2 separate regions of the Mus musculus genome follow, and region 1 is linked to region 2. Evidence: chromatin contacts called from public HiChIP or PLAC-seq data. All regions are on one chromosome and are shown on one strand. Each heading gives the region's core, a stretch centred on a gene start, on an enhancer-like site or on the middle of the called end of the contact. The rest is flanking DNA. Distances are from core to core; before and after follow the strand shown.

Region 1 (6,711 bases), core at 3,337-5,836, 270 kb before region 2:
CCACTTTAAAGGTCATAACTAGGGACACATACATGTGTGTATGTTAGAAAAAGAGAAACATGGCTCACAAATCAGTAATGTCCTCAACTGCAGCATGCAGCTGGCCCTCCCACGCCTGCAGTCCTGTATCCAACTACTGAACAAACACATTCGCCAAGGAGGATGTTGAGATAGAGGCGGGTCAAGAGAGAGTGGGAAGGCAATGGGGCACATATGGTTGATGTATTATATAGATCTAAGCTTTAAAATTGCATTGTCCTGAATATATAGATTCTTGTTGTTATTTATCATATATATATATATATATATATATATATACACACATACACATATATATATAATATTTACCTTGTATTAGGTATTATAGTTAATCTAGAGTCAACTTGAAATACAGAGGATGTGCACGTACTGTATTATTTTATGTAAAGAACTTGAGAATTTGTGCATTATGTCTCTTCTAAGGTCCTAAGACCAGTGTTTGCATGGATTCCAGGGAGTGGCTATACTTGACATTTTATGTATGTGTGTGTGTGTGTGTGTGTATTTTTACATATATGCATGTATATATACTTTTTATATAAACCACTTATCAAAACCTATTGAATTCATGACCTGATAGATCTTTATCCATAATTTGAAATCCATAGGATACCAAATAGAACATGCTATTTCCAGATTAAATGTAGCATTATTTCATGCTGTTAATGTGAATAAGCAATGTTATCAGAGTCTTTCTTTGTAATGCTATTTGTAACCCCATAATTATGCCAGTGTGTGCTAACAGTGTTAATAGTAGCTAGCAAGGAGAGTCCAGTCGTTTTTACTAGTGTTCTTGTTATTCCTTGTAACAGCACTATGAACTAGGCATCCATTTTCCCATTTAAATAGTGAAGAAAGCTTGACAGTAGGGAAAGGCAAGACCAGGGTGCAAACCCAGCTGTGTGAAAGTGAGATCCCAGCTTTTATGCTGGGAACCACTAAACCAAGGGACTCATCCTTGATGCTAAGACGCTTTTAAAGTGGCAGTGGGAATGGTGCTGGTCCACCTGCTGCAGTGGGAAGAAAACTGAAGTCTCTAGGACCCTGCTCAAGTTCTGCCTTAGGCAAGATGGCCCTAACTAATATCTGGTCCTCCTCTCAGTCCTCCACCATAGCCAGTTATTGGAGGAATGGTAAAAATCCATCTGGGCCTGAGACTCTCAATCACAGGCAAAGGTTATCACTCCTCTGCTGTAAGAGTCTGAGAGCTGTCACATTAAAACCTTCTTCAAGGCCAGGTGTGGTAGCAGAGGCAGGTAGATTTCTGAGTTCGAGGCCAGCCTGGTCTATAGAGTGAGTTCCAGGACAGCCAGAGATACAGAGAAACCTTGTTTGTTTGTTTGTTTGTTTTAAATTTTTTTAAATTAACAAATTAAACAAAACACCAAACCTCCCTCAAAGCAGTGGTGAGACGTCCTTCAGAGGACAGTGAAGAGGACACCAGTTGCAGGTGGAAGCCCAGCTGCAGCACCTGTGAACTAAGGCACGGGGTGTTCCCTCTGCTGTGCAGAGCAAGTGACAAACGAGTCCCATTACCAGGACCCCAGAGTTCCACCTTTCCCTTTTTCTTTTTACCTTTCAGAAATTTGGAGAGCTTGCATTGACCAAAGAATCGAAGGCCCTGATGGGGCTTTATAACGGCCAGGTCCTGTGCAAGAAAAATAAATTTGGAGCACCACAGAAGAACGTTCAGTAAGCTGCCCTGCCTAAAAGCCTGAGAATTTGCTTTGCAGCAACTGTGCAGGGTCAAGAAGCCAGAGAACTAGATTAGCCTCAGCCTCTTCTGCCCTGGACAGCCGAGCCTTTATTCCAGTACATTCTTGTGTTCAGATCCTCTGAGTCCTCCCTAGGCCCTTCTAGCACCTTTATAGAGCTTTCTTATCTCGGAATAACTCCCTGGCAGTCTGGTTTAGGTCTCACATCTCAGACCAAAGCTATAACTCGGCTCCTGTGGTAAATACTTGCCTGGCATACAGGAACTCCGAGTTCAGTTGGCAGTACCACACAACCCAGGTATGGTGATATAAGACCATATAAGACCCTGGGGCTGGAATCTTTAAACAAAACAAAACAAAAAACAGACTCTTAGCCCTGCACTCATGAGGGTGAGTTCAAAGTCACCCTCTTCACGGTGAGTCCAAGGCCAGCCTCGGCTACATAAGACCTGTCTCAGAAGAAAAAAGAGCACCCAGAAGCTACTAGTAAGGAGACTGAAGTACTCTGGATAGGATGGTAAATCTTGAGAGAAAGGGAAATGACAGAAAAATGCTAAAATCACTATGAAATTATCAAACAGACTAGTCTTCGGACATAACCTAGATTTAGATTAGGCTTGGTTTCCCACGCTTTGGGCAATTGAGAGTTGGTTTAGTTCTGCCTTCATGGAAAAACCAAGTTTTTGGGCCTAGTGAGTTTTACATTTATCTTTAAAAATCAAAAATGTATTGTAGATAGACATCATGAAAAGCTCTTATACTTGTGGCTGGCGGTTGGTTTATTGGCTCACAGTGTGGGTAGTGTTTCCCAGCTAATCAGTGCCTGAGGTGTTCACCAGAACTGTTCGATCCTGTCCCTCCAGGCAGCTAGCCATCCTTGGCGCAGGGCTGATGGGGGCTGGCATTGCCCAGGTCTCTGTGGATAAGGGACTGAAAACTCTTCTTAAAGACACCACAGTGACGGGGCTGGGCCGGGGACAGCAGCAAGTGTTCAAAGGGTAAGTGGCCTGTTGGTGCCAGGAGGTGGACTGTGTGGGGCCGGGAGTGGGTTTGGTTTTGTCTTGTTTTTCATCACAGGGTCCTTTTGCCTGAACATAGCCCCACACTCTATAGTTTTACCAAAGTTTCCTTTGATTTTTTTTTTTTGAGAAATACTAATTATTCTTTCAACTCTTTTTCTTGATTATGTCATAGGACATTGGCCTTTGAATGTTTCCTTATTACTAGATATTCTAAATACCATTTATTCCATCCTTTGGTATGATACTAGTAACTGTCAGGTTTGGCAAGGTTTGCATGGAGTTGCCCCCGTGGAATGGATTATGGAACCTGCACAGCTCTTGGCAGGGCTGAGGGAGGGTGTGTGAGAACATGTGCCGACCAAGTAGGTGGAGGCAGTGCTGGCAGAGGAGAGCCCCTGCCAGTGAGCCAGATGCCCGAGGCCTGCCGACCAGCTCCACATCTGCAGCAGAACACCCACATGCAAAGTACATGGCAAAGTAAAGGTAAAACAAACGTCTTAAAATGAAAACCAAGGATGGCTCACAGCCCCGTCTCACACGGAGGCCGCCAGTTAGGCTGAGTGGAAATGGAGTCAGCTCAGCCACACTGAGGCTGTTTTTAGCCCAGTGTTCTGCACAGACATGACGGATTAGCTGGCTGCATCAGACTGTCCTTCGTGGGACTTTGTGCTGAGTGAGGGCATGTGTGTCCTAAGTGGATTATGTGGCTTGAGCTCACTGTCCTCCCTCAGCTACGGAGGAGTGTGTGCGCTACCACTACACTACTGGCCAGGACTGGCAGATTGGTGATATTGCCAGATTATAATGGAAAATAAAAAGGAGGGGGCAGCAGCGTATACAGCAACACTGTCCCAGCACCAACACCTAGGCCTCCCCTTCCAGCATCTCCTGCAATCACCAGCACGAAGAGCTGTTGCCATAGGATAGATAGCCTCATCCCTGACTTCTTCTAGATACTCCCTTTCTCATCTTAGGCCTGGTGAATGCCAATCACCATACTGCTGTCTTAGGACATGTTTTCTTTCCCTTCTCAGAAACTGTCACTCGGCATTGAGTCAGTCACTGCTGTTGGCACTTAGACAGCCTGTTGTAGCTAGCTGTAGGAAGGCAGCCCATGGTTTTAAAGCCTTTATTGAAAAAAAATATTTTTTTATGCATTGGTATTTTGCCTGCATGTATGTCTGTGTAAGAGTGTTGGATTCTCTGGAACTAGAGTTATAGACAGTTGTGAACTGCCAAGAGTGTGCTAGGAATTGAACCCAGGTCCTTTGGGAGAGCAACCAGTGCTCTGAATTGCTCAGTCATTTCTCCAGTCCCTTATTGGATAGTTCTGTGAACTTAGCTGCGACTTTAGTTTTTCTTTTCCTTAAGGGAGTTAGTGAATGGGTTTTCAATTCAGAGGAAAATTCTCTTATTTATTCTGAAAAGTATGGTTAAGATGAACCTAAAAGAAATCTCGTATTCCTTGGCGATGAAATGATCCAGTTATAACAAGACTCCTTTGTAGTTCTCCCTGGAAAAAGACAAGTTCAGTGTGAGACTTGTGTACTGAGTGAAAGTAGATTGACAGCCTGAAAAACAACCTTGGTCTGGAGATGTCGCTCAGTGTAAGAGTGCTCACTAAGGCCCTGGGTTTGAGACCCGAGCTGGGGTTGTTGGGTAGTGGGGAGAGGGGGACAGTGTTAGAGAGCAGCGTAAAGGGTGCAGTTAACACTCGCTGGTCTGGGACACGGTGGCAAGAGCCATGCTCTGTGCTTGCCAGTCTCCTCCTTGGGTCATGACTCACCTCTTGCTGGCACTCCCAACTGTCTTATGAGTAATACAGCCATGTGCAGTCATCTTGTGGTAGAAAGCCTGTGTGCCTGGGGTCCAAGGTGACATCAGATGCTATCACCTTCCTCATTAGCCGCTTAGCACCAAGTCCCTTTGAACTCGACCTCTTCAAAATGGGGGTAATGACACACAGGGTGTCGCAGGGTGCCTAAAGCCACACAGCAGCTGTCTTCTGCTGTTCTGTTCTAAGAGTGTGTTCTTTCTAGGCTGAACGACAAAGTGAAGAAGAAAGCTCTCACATCATTTGAAAGGGATTCCATCTTCAGCAACTTGATTGGGCAGCTGGATTACAAAGGCTTTGAGAAGGCCGACATGGTGATTGAGGCTGTGTTTGAGGACCTCGGTGTAAAGCACAAAGTGTTAAAGGAAGTGGAAAGCGTAAGTAAGGGCTGTTGCACTTGAATCCCGGAGGGCACCAAGCAGAGGGGTCTTGTCGGAGGGGAGACGCATGCCATAGAGCATGTGTGGCAGTCAGAGGGTAACTTGCAGGACTCATTTCTCTCCTCTCACCATGTGGGTCCCAGGGATCAAATCCAGGTTGTCAGGCTTGACAGCAAGTAAGTAAGTACCTTTACCCACTAAGCAATTTTGAGGCCTCAAATGTAAGTTTGTATGTGAGTGTACACATGCTGTGTATATCAGAAAGCTCAGGTATGAATCCTGTGGGAAGAAAATTAATTAAGTACCCTATGCTCCTAAGCCCAGGGCTCATTAGCCATATTGGAGTGGAAATGGGGAGGTTACCAGCCATCTAAATAGCCTCATGGGTACACAGGTGTCTTGGGGATTTCTTGTTGTTGGCTGTGAGCCATAATCAGGTGATTTCATATCTCGGTAGCAAAGGGAACCAAGGGAGCTTTCTCCAGGCTGTTTTGGATGGTTATCTGTGGTGGCGCTCCTTTGGACCTGCTCAAGTGTTCTAAAAGCCCATTCTTGAGATGACAGTGAACAAAATACGTACCTCATGTGGGTGATAGAAAGAAAGGTTTAGAAAAGGAGAAATGGCTGTAGTCCAAGAGTGAGAAAGAGCACAGCTAGACTAGACTAGGGAAATGATACTGAGCTGGCAACACTGGTGGCTGTCTTTGCAAGCTGTGGTGAAGCAGGCAGGATTACTAAGGCCACCTAAGTGGTGTCTCACGGCCATCCATAATGGGATCTGATGCCCTCTTCTGGTGAGCAGGTGTACATGCAGCCTGGCCACTTAATACATAAATAAAGACATCTTTATAAAGAGAGGGAAAATCCAAGGCACGAGGAAGACCTCCAGCACAGCATCCTGCCCATCCTCTCGAGAGACCTGACCTTTTGCTGCTTTTAAGAAAACTCCCAAGCTGAGTCTACGAATGGTTCAGTTTAAATCAGTCGTCTCTTACCCCCTATGGAACTAAACAGACTGTTCCTGACATTCTTCACGGGACAGTCTCTAAAGATTTGTTTATTTTATTTTTTTATTTATATGAGTATACTGCAGCTGTCTTCAGACACAGACTAGAAGAGAGCATTGGATCCCATTACATATGGTTGTGAGCCACACCATGTGGTTGCTGGGAACTGAACTCAGGACCTCTGGAAGAGCAGTCAGTGCTCTTAACCACTGAGCCATCTCTGCAGCCCGTGGAACAGTTTGTAGATGCTTCCCTGTCTTTCTGTCTCGGTCATTAGCTCACATCTCAGCGTACACATTGCTGAGAAGCATCTCTTGAACACCACAGCGCCCTAAACACCAAGCCTTTCAGGGCCTATTCCTCCCATGGCCAAAATGTCTCCATAGCAAGGTTCTCTAAGAGCAAAAGAGGTAGCTGCAGAACTGCAGCAAGGCCCAAGACCAACGGCCATGCTTCTGTTGGTAAAACCAAGCCATGGCCAGCCCTGATTTAGAGCGTGGGAAATAGACTCCTTCTTCCTAGGAAGAAAGGCATGCATGACCAAGGAGCAGCGAGAGTGTTGCCAGCCATCTTGGGAGATAAGTATTTGCTCTCCTAGAGTAGAAGATAAATATACCTCCCAGGCTGGCCTTGAACTCACTATGTAGCCAAGGATAACCTTGAGTTTCAGATCCTGCTGCCTCTTCCGAAGTGCTGGGATTACTAGCATGCAGC
Region 2 (6,553 bases), core at 2,827-5,326:
TCAAGACCCTATCATAAAACCGAAAATTCCTATCATCCAAAAAAGTGTACAGAGAGAATAGAATAGTGTGGTACCCATGTTAGAGAAGAGGACATTCATGAATGAAGATGTCATGTACACAATTGTGTTTCTAGCCTATGGCTGAGAGCTGGGGCAAGAACCTAAGTAGTCCAGTGCAATTCACATTTTTTGTGCCTGGTTTTGTCTTTCCCCATTCCCTGAGCTGCTCAGGGGAGCTGCTAAGTTGGCTGCTTTTCTTCTATACTTCCTTTACTGGTAAGAATCTCTTCTCCAGGGAATTCCTGTTACAGGAGACACAGATGAACCTAAAAACTAGTAAAGCTTTCCCTGACCACATTGTAGAACTCTAGTGCATTCTTATAGCCTGCACTACGTATAACACTACTCTATTGGAAGCACTTTCAGGTGCAATAAAACCAGATCTAATCTTAGTCTGTTGTATCTACCATTCTAAGAAGGAAAATTTCCAGATTTCCTTTCTTTTCCCAAGTGTCTGCCTTTCCCAGAACTCAATAGAAGCAGGAAGCATGCTTTATTCACCACTACTGGCAGCAATTCATGTGGCTAACGTGATTATGAGCTTCCTGTGAGCAACATGCATTGTTGAGGAAACAACAAAAGATGAAGACAGGTTATCTTTGAGAGAGAGGAAGCTGCCTCCTTGGTCTGTGCTCTCTATCTCAACGCATTACTCTCGGGCTTCTCAAAGCACCTAGATCAGTATATTGGTGCAAGTTCCATGACTATTGCATAGGATTGAGGATGAGGAGAGAGGAAAAGAAAAAAAGAAAGGAAGAAGATAGCTTATCAAAATTCATCAATACTTTCATCTCCATAGATGGAAGAGCTAGGACTTCATTTGTTTGCATCCTCGTTTCTCAAGATCCCAGATAAAAGCAGCCATCACACTGGGTCTATTGTGAGGAAAGTATGCCTAGGATTCTCATGAAAACACCATATTCCAGGAAATTTTGCTGGAGTCGCAGTAGAAGCAGTGGCCACAGTAATCACCGATGCCAGATTCCTCTAGAAAGACTGGACATAGCTTTGTGTTATTTTAGGCTCTCTGACTCAGAAAGCACCATTGGATGGAAATACTTTTCCTTCCCCCGCCCACCAGTACCAATTCCCAGTGCTGACTTGTGGTCAGTAGAGAACATTTAGTTTGTATGTCTTAAGAAATATGGGACAAGAGAATTGGTGGGAAAGTGCCAATGTGACAGTGAAGGTGCGTCAACAGGCCTATGACAGGTGGCAATGGCCAGTCTGGGAATCACTTACAGTCACAGAAGTTGCTTTCTCTCCCAGCCACTGTCCCTGATGGGAATGAAGCAGTTGACATCCAAGCCAAACCACGAGACTCTGAAGAAAGATGTCTTGGGTAATTTGCACAAGAGTTTTCTTGTTGTTGAAAAATTGCCCAGAAAGTCATATTCTCAAGAGACATTTGTATATTGGCTGCTTTTTTAAAATTATTATTTCTTAAAGACATTTTCCTCCTGATAACTCGGGAAGTATGCTTACTTAGGCTTGCCATATCCTTGTTATAATGAAGATTTTCTGTCTGACATCTGGATATGGGGGAAAGAGCAGGAAAAAAAGCAGTGGACTTATTCTGTGGAAGTATGTCCACAAGAAAGTGTCACCTCAGCTTGATACACGACTTGGGCTGTAACTGGTAACCCCAGCACAACTTGTCAATTGTATAGTTGAGGTTGCTAGTACTGGAAAATGCAAACTGGGGTAACTTCTCACTTGAAATATGGGATTTGTGGTGCCCATTAATTCTCTTCACGTGCAATCCAGCAGGCCATGCCTACATTCTGGGTCTTTGAGAAGAAAGAAAAAAGAAAGAAAGAAAGAAAGAAAGAAAGAAAGAAAGAAAGAAAGAAAGAAAGAAAGAAAATCCCAGTTTACACAGGTAGCCAGTTTCCCTAATGTAAATAAATATTCTGACAATGGAGAACTTCCAACAACTAATGTAACCTGCTCAAAAACTTGCTGAACATATAACAATCGGCTCATGCTAGTGATTTCACAGCACCATTGGCCAGGAGAGGGGAAATCATCTTACTTCCAGGCTTGGCTTTGTTATTTATCACACACATGCAACTTGACAAGTCTCACTTTCCTGTAGTACAGTTGTCTCTGCAGCCCAGGTGAAGTAGTAAATACTACTGGTCTCACAGTCAGGCCCACAACCTCTCTTCTTGGAGAACTGTGGCCTCCTTGATGCTCCCTCATGATGCAATATTTAGATTAATGGACTCTACACCCTAGGCTTGAGCTGATTAAATCAAAGCTGATGCAGATGCCCAGGGATGTCTGGACAATAGCAACCACATTTCTCTTTTGATTATTTGAGCAGAGCAACCTAGAGGCTAGGTTTGGAGGAAAGGAAAAGAAAAGAGAATGAGGGAAAGAAGGAAGGAAGGAGTGAATGAAAAGAAGAGAAAGCATCCTTTTATCTGAAGCTGCTATAGTGCTATAATTAAGAGGCAGCCAGCTGCTTCTTATGAGTGTTCTTCCAGCTCAGGCATTCTGAGTGGGGTTACAGTAGAGCTGTAAGGAAAGCAGTAACCACTCCTCCAGGCCTTTTGGAGCTCTGACATTCCATCAGTGGTTCTGTCTGTACCTCAGACCTGCAGCATTGACTCCAAATGAACAGTTAGAAGTGCCACCTTGGACTTTACCACAGACCTGTTCAGTCAGGAGCTCGAAGTTAGACCTAGCAATTTGTGTTTATATATGCTTTCCTGATGACTTTGGTCCTTGCTCAACTTTGACAAAGAATGTCTATATTACTATTCCAAAGTGGTTACTTTTTAAACACGGAAAGCATGTAGAAACTAATGCAGGTTTGTTTTCCTGCTAGCTTATTATATAAAGGCCAAAAAGATATTTTAATTAGTTAAGTATTTATTTTACTTTTCAGAAATAAGATCTAGGAGCTGGAGAGATGGCTCAGTCAGTGAAGTGCTCTCATGGAGGGTATGGAAGCCTGAGCTTGGATTCCCCAGCATTATGGAAACATCAGACACAGCAGTTTGAATCTGCTGAGAGGTAGGAACAGGGAGATCCTAGCCTCATTTGTGAGCTCCAGGTTCAGGGAAACCCCCATCTCAAAAATAAATGGGGAGTAAGTGCGGAAGGCACATGATGTCAGCATCTGGCTTCTGTGTACTTGCTCATGTGCATGTGCGTGCACGCACACATCCATACACACACACACACACACACACACACACACACACACACACGCACGCACTCAAACATGTATGTACAACACATAGAAATAGATAAATATAATATTACTCAAAATACATGACAAATTCCTTTATTTAAAAAATTAGACCAACATTCTAAAGGCTAGCCTAAGTAACAGAAGGCAAGTGTACTGGCTGGTTTTGTGTCAACTTGACACAGCTGGAGTTATCACAGAGAAAGGAGCTTCAGTTGGGGAGATGCCTCCACGAGATCCAGATGTAAGGCATTTTCTCAATTAGTGATCAAGGGGGAAAGGCCCCTTGTGGGTGGGACCATCTCTGGGCTGGTAGTCTTGGTTTTGTAAGAGAGCAGGCTGAGCAAGCCAGGGGAAGCAAGCCAGTAAAGAACATCCCTCCATGGCCTCTGCATCAGCTCCTGCTTTCTGACCTGCTTGAGTTCCAGTCCTGACTTTCTTCAGTGATGAACAGCAGTATGGAAGTGTAAGCCGAATAAACCCTTTCCTCCCCAACTTGCTTCTTGGTCATGATGCTTGTGCCGGAATAGAAACCCTGGCTAAGACAGCAAGTATGAAGACTTAAACATTGCCAGTAAATGGACAGCTGCGGAAAGAAAGTGTGAAGTCTAAGATATTGCCAGTACATGAGCATCCATGAAAATGCAAGCATTTCAGAACACTGCAGCGAGAGAGAACTCAGATCAGAGGGCTCAGAGGCTGAATGGTTTTGAGTGGACAGGATTTCACAAAATGCACCACTAAGGACTGAAGTGACTCATGCTTTCTGGCCCTAGGCTTTCTGGCTTAGTGTCCACTAGAGAATAATTTGCATAACTACACTAAAAAGTGAAACAGGAAACTGACCTCACTTTATCCTGACGTATATCAAAGCATACTTTTCACTGTTGGTTTTGAGTCATTTGATTAAATAGAAATTTTCACTTTAAAATGTTCTAAAGGGGCAGTTCCCATGGAAAGGGCTCAGTGGTAACTTGGTTTTTTGAAACTAACGTGTTATTCTAATTCAAACAGAGCAACCCAGAGGCTGGATTTGGGAGGAAGGGATGATAGGGAAGATAGACCTGAGAGAGAGGAGTTGGCTGCATTGTGCCTTATTTCTTGAGTACAAACCACAGGTTGGATGAAGGGACCTTCACATAAACAAACAGGATTTCCAGGAAGGATTTCTGAGGCACCATGCAGCACCTGAGAGCATCTTCAGCAACAGCCACAACTAGTTCTGTGCAGAAGTGAGAGATAGGCAGTGGAGCAAGGAGAATGAAGGAGTGGGGGAAAGGAACTCTCTTTACACAGAGGTGAAGGAGGGGGCGCATTCCGCTGAGGAGTGACTTTCAGGCTACCAAATGAGTGTAGGTTACTACCACTCCCAGCACTATTTCAGCTGGTGTTCAGTTCAAGTCCTAACTGGCACAGTTAGCATCAGCTCCATGAGGGAGTGCCCAGTCTCACAAGACTATTAATTAAATGTTCCAGGTTGTGCCTGTACTGTCACCAAGGAGCCATAAACTGAAGGTCCCCTCCAGGCTCCACTCAGATTTGGTCAGTTATTAGAACCATTCACAGAACCTGAGGAAACACCTGGTTACCTTCTCTGGATTGTTAGAAAGGAGAGGGGCTGGGTTTGGTGGCATGCCTGGTGGTCCTTAATCCTACGGCTTGGAAGACAGAGACAGGCAGATCTTTGTAAGAATGGGGCCTGCCTGCTTTACGTAGTGAGTTCCAGGGACTACATAATGAAATCCTGTCTCAAAAAAAATTAAATTAAATTTAAATAAAAAAAAAAAGCCAACAACCAGGAAGTAGTAGAATAGCCAAGAGCAAAAGTACGGCCTGAGGTCTGGAAGGATCCAGAGCAGGGGTCTCCTGTCCTGAGAGCTGGCTGGTGCTTCTGCTCCTGTTCCTGAATTTGTTCACCTACCCAGAAGCTCTCTGAACATTGTCTTGTTTGAATGGTGCTTCATTGTGTATGTATCATTATTTATTGAACTGTTGGCCAAACTAACCTCCGGCCTTTCCACAGAGGTTAAGCTGAAATTTTGATCCTCTAGATCAGCTACTGGCAGCCAGCCCCCCTTTTCAGGCAATCTAATAGCCCTTCCTCATTAACGTACAAAGGCCCTCTGTATTTGAGATGTCAAAAAATAGAGAGAAGACCAGATCCGTATTTCTTATTATGAACCATCACATCCAGTGACCAAATATATATCTGTAAATTGGAAAATCAAACATTGGGGGATGGCCATATTTGCAGTGGGCCACTGTACCCATGCTGTGTCCCAGCATAGACCTCTGAAACACAGTGGCTACCATTGTCAGCCTTCAGGCAAATAGATCCTGGGCTTCAATACCAGTTACCTGCTCAGTGACTGGTTATTTACTAAATTAAAATATGAGCCCCACTTTTATCCTCTGGAAAGGGGAGAGGAGCATAACTAAGTTACTTATTAAAACCTACTGTCCCTCTATCAGACCTTCAAAGAAGACTTAATTCCAACTCTCCTCAAACTATTCCACAAAATAGAAACAGAAGGTACTCTACCCAATTCATTCTATGAAGCCACAATTACTCTGATACCTAAACCACACAAAGATCCAACAAAGAAAGAGAACTTCAGACCAATTTCCCTTATGAATATCAATGCAAAAATACTCAGTAAAATCCTTGCAAACCAAATTCAAGAACACATCAAAACGATCATCCATCATGACCAAGTAGGTTTCATCCCAGGGATGCAGGGATGGTTAAATATATGGAATTCCATCAAAGTAATCCACTATATAAACAAACTCAAAGACAAAAACCACATGATCATCTCGTTAGATGCTGAGAAAGCATTTGACAAAATCCAACACCTCTTCATGATAAAAGTCTTGGAAAGATCAGGAATTCAAGGCCCATACCTAAACATAATAAAATCAATATACTGCAAACCAGTAGCCAACATCAAACTAAATGGAGAGAAGCTGGAAGCAATCCCACTAAAATCAGGGACTAGACAAGGCTGCCCACTTTCTCCCTACCTATTCAATATAGTACTTGAAGTCCTAGTCAGAGCAATTTGACAACAAAAGGAGATCAAGGGGATACAAATATCACTATTTGCAGATGATATGATAGTATATATAAGTGATCCTAAAAATTCCACCAGAGAACTCCTAAACCTGATAAACAGCTTCAGTGCAGTAGCTGGATATAAAATTAACTCAAACAAATCAATGGCCTTTCTCTACACAAAGGATAAATGGGCTGAGGAAGAAATTAGGGAAACAACACCCTTCACAATAGTC

What was found. HiChIP or PLAC-seq counts read pairs in DNA pulled down with a chosen protein or histone mark.
Region 1: an HNF4G HiChIP or PLAC-seq map of pancreatic cancer cells shows a contact between it and region 2. The contact joins two enhancer-like sites. A contact is called at or near these places in 1 of 484 Hi-C or Micro-C datasets (adipose-derived mesenchymal stem cells), 2 of 115 datasets of contacts at active chromatin or transcription factors (pancreatic cancer cells and stem cell-derived neural progenitor cells) and 2 of 9 other capture datasets (adipose tissue and pancreatic islet).

Annotation. Positions count from the first base shown.
Region 1 is chr5:30,124,841-30,131,551 of GRCm38.p6, reverse strand. It overlaps Hadha (hydroxyacyl-CoA dehydrogenase trifunctional multienzyme complex subunit alpha), which reads left to right. Exons shown (of 20, transcript NM_178878.3): 11 at 1,622-1,731; 12 at 2,618-2,752; 13 at 4,816-4,987. Among named protein-coding and RNA genes, the nearest start is that of 3110082J24Rik, 22 kb to the right of the region's middle. Within about 2 kb of position 4,586, at least 45 of the 459 cell types and tissues checked have an H3K27ac peak or open chromatin away from gene starts, as enhancers often do. A contact at or near this core is called in pancreatic cancer cells, where this site is marked.
Region 2 is chr5:29,859,199-29,865,751 of GRCm38.p6, reverse strand. No RefSeq gene overlaps it. Among named protein-coding and RNA genes, the nearest start is that of Gm5129, 130 kb to the right of the region's middle. Within about 2 kb of position 4,076, at least 65 of the 459 cell types and tissues checked have an H3K27ac peak or open chromatin away from gene starts, as enhancers often do. A contact at or near this core is called in pancreatic cancer cells, where this site is marked.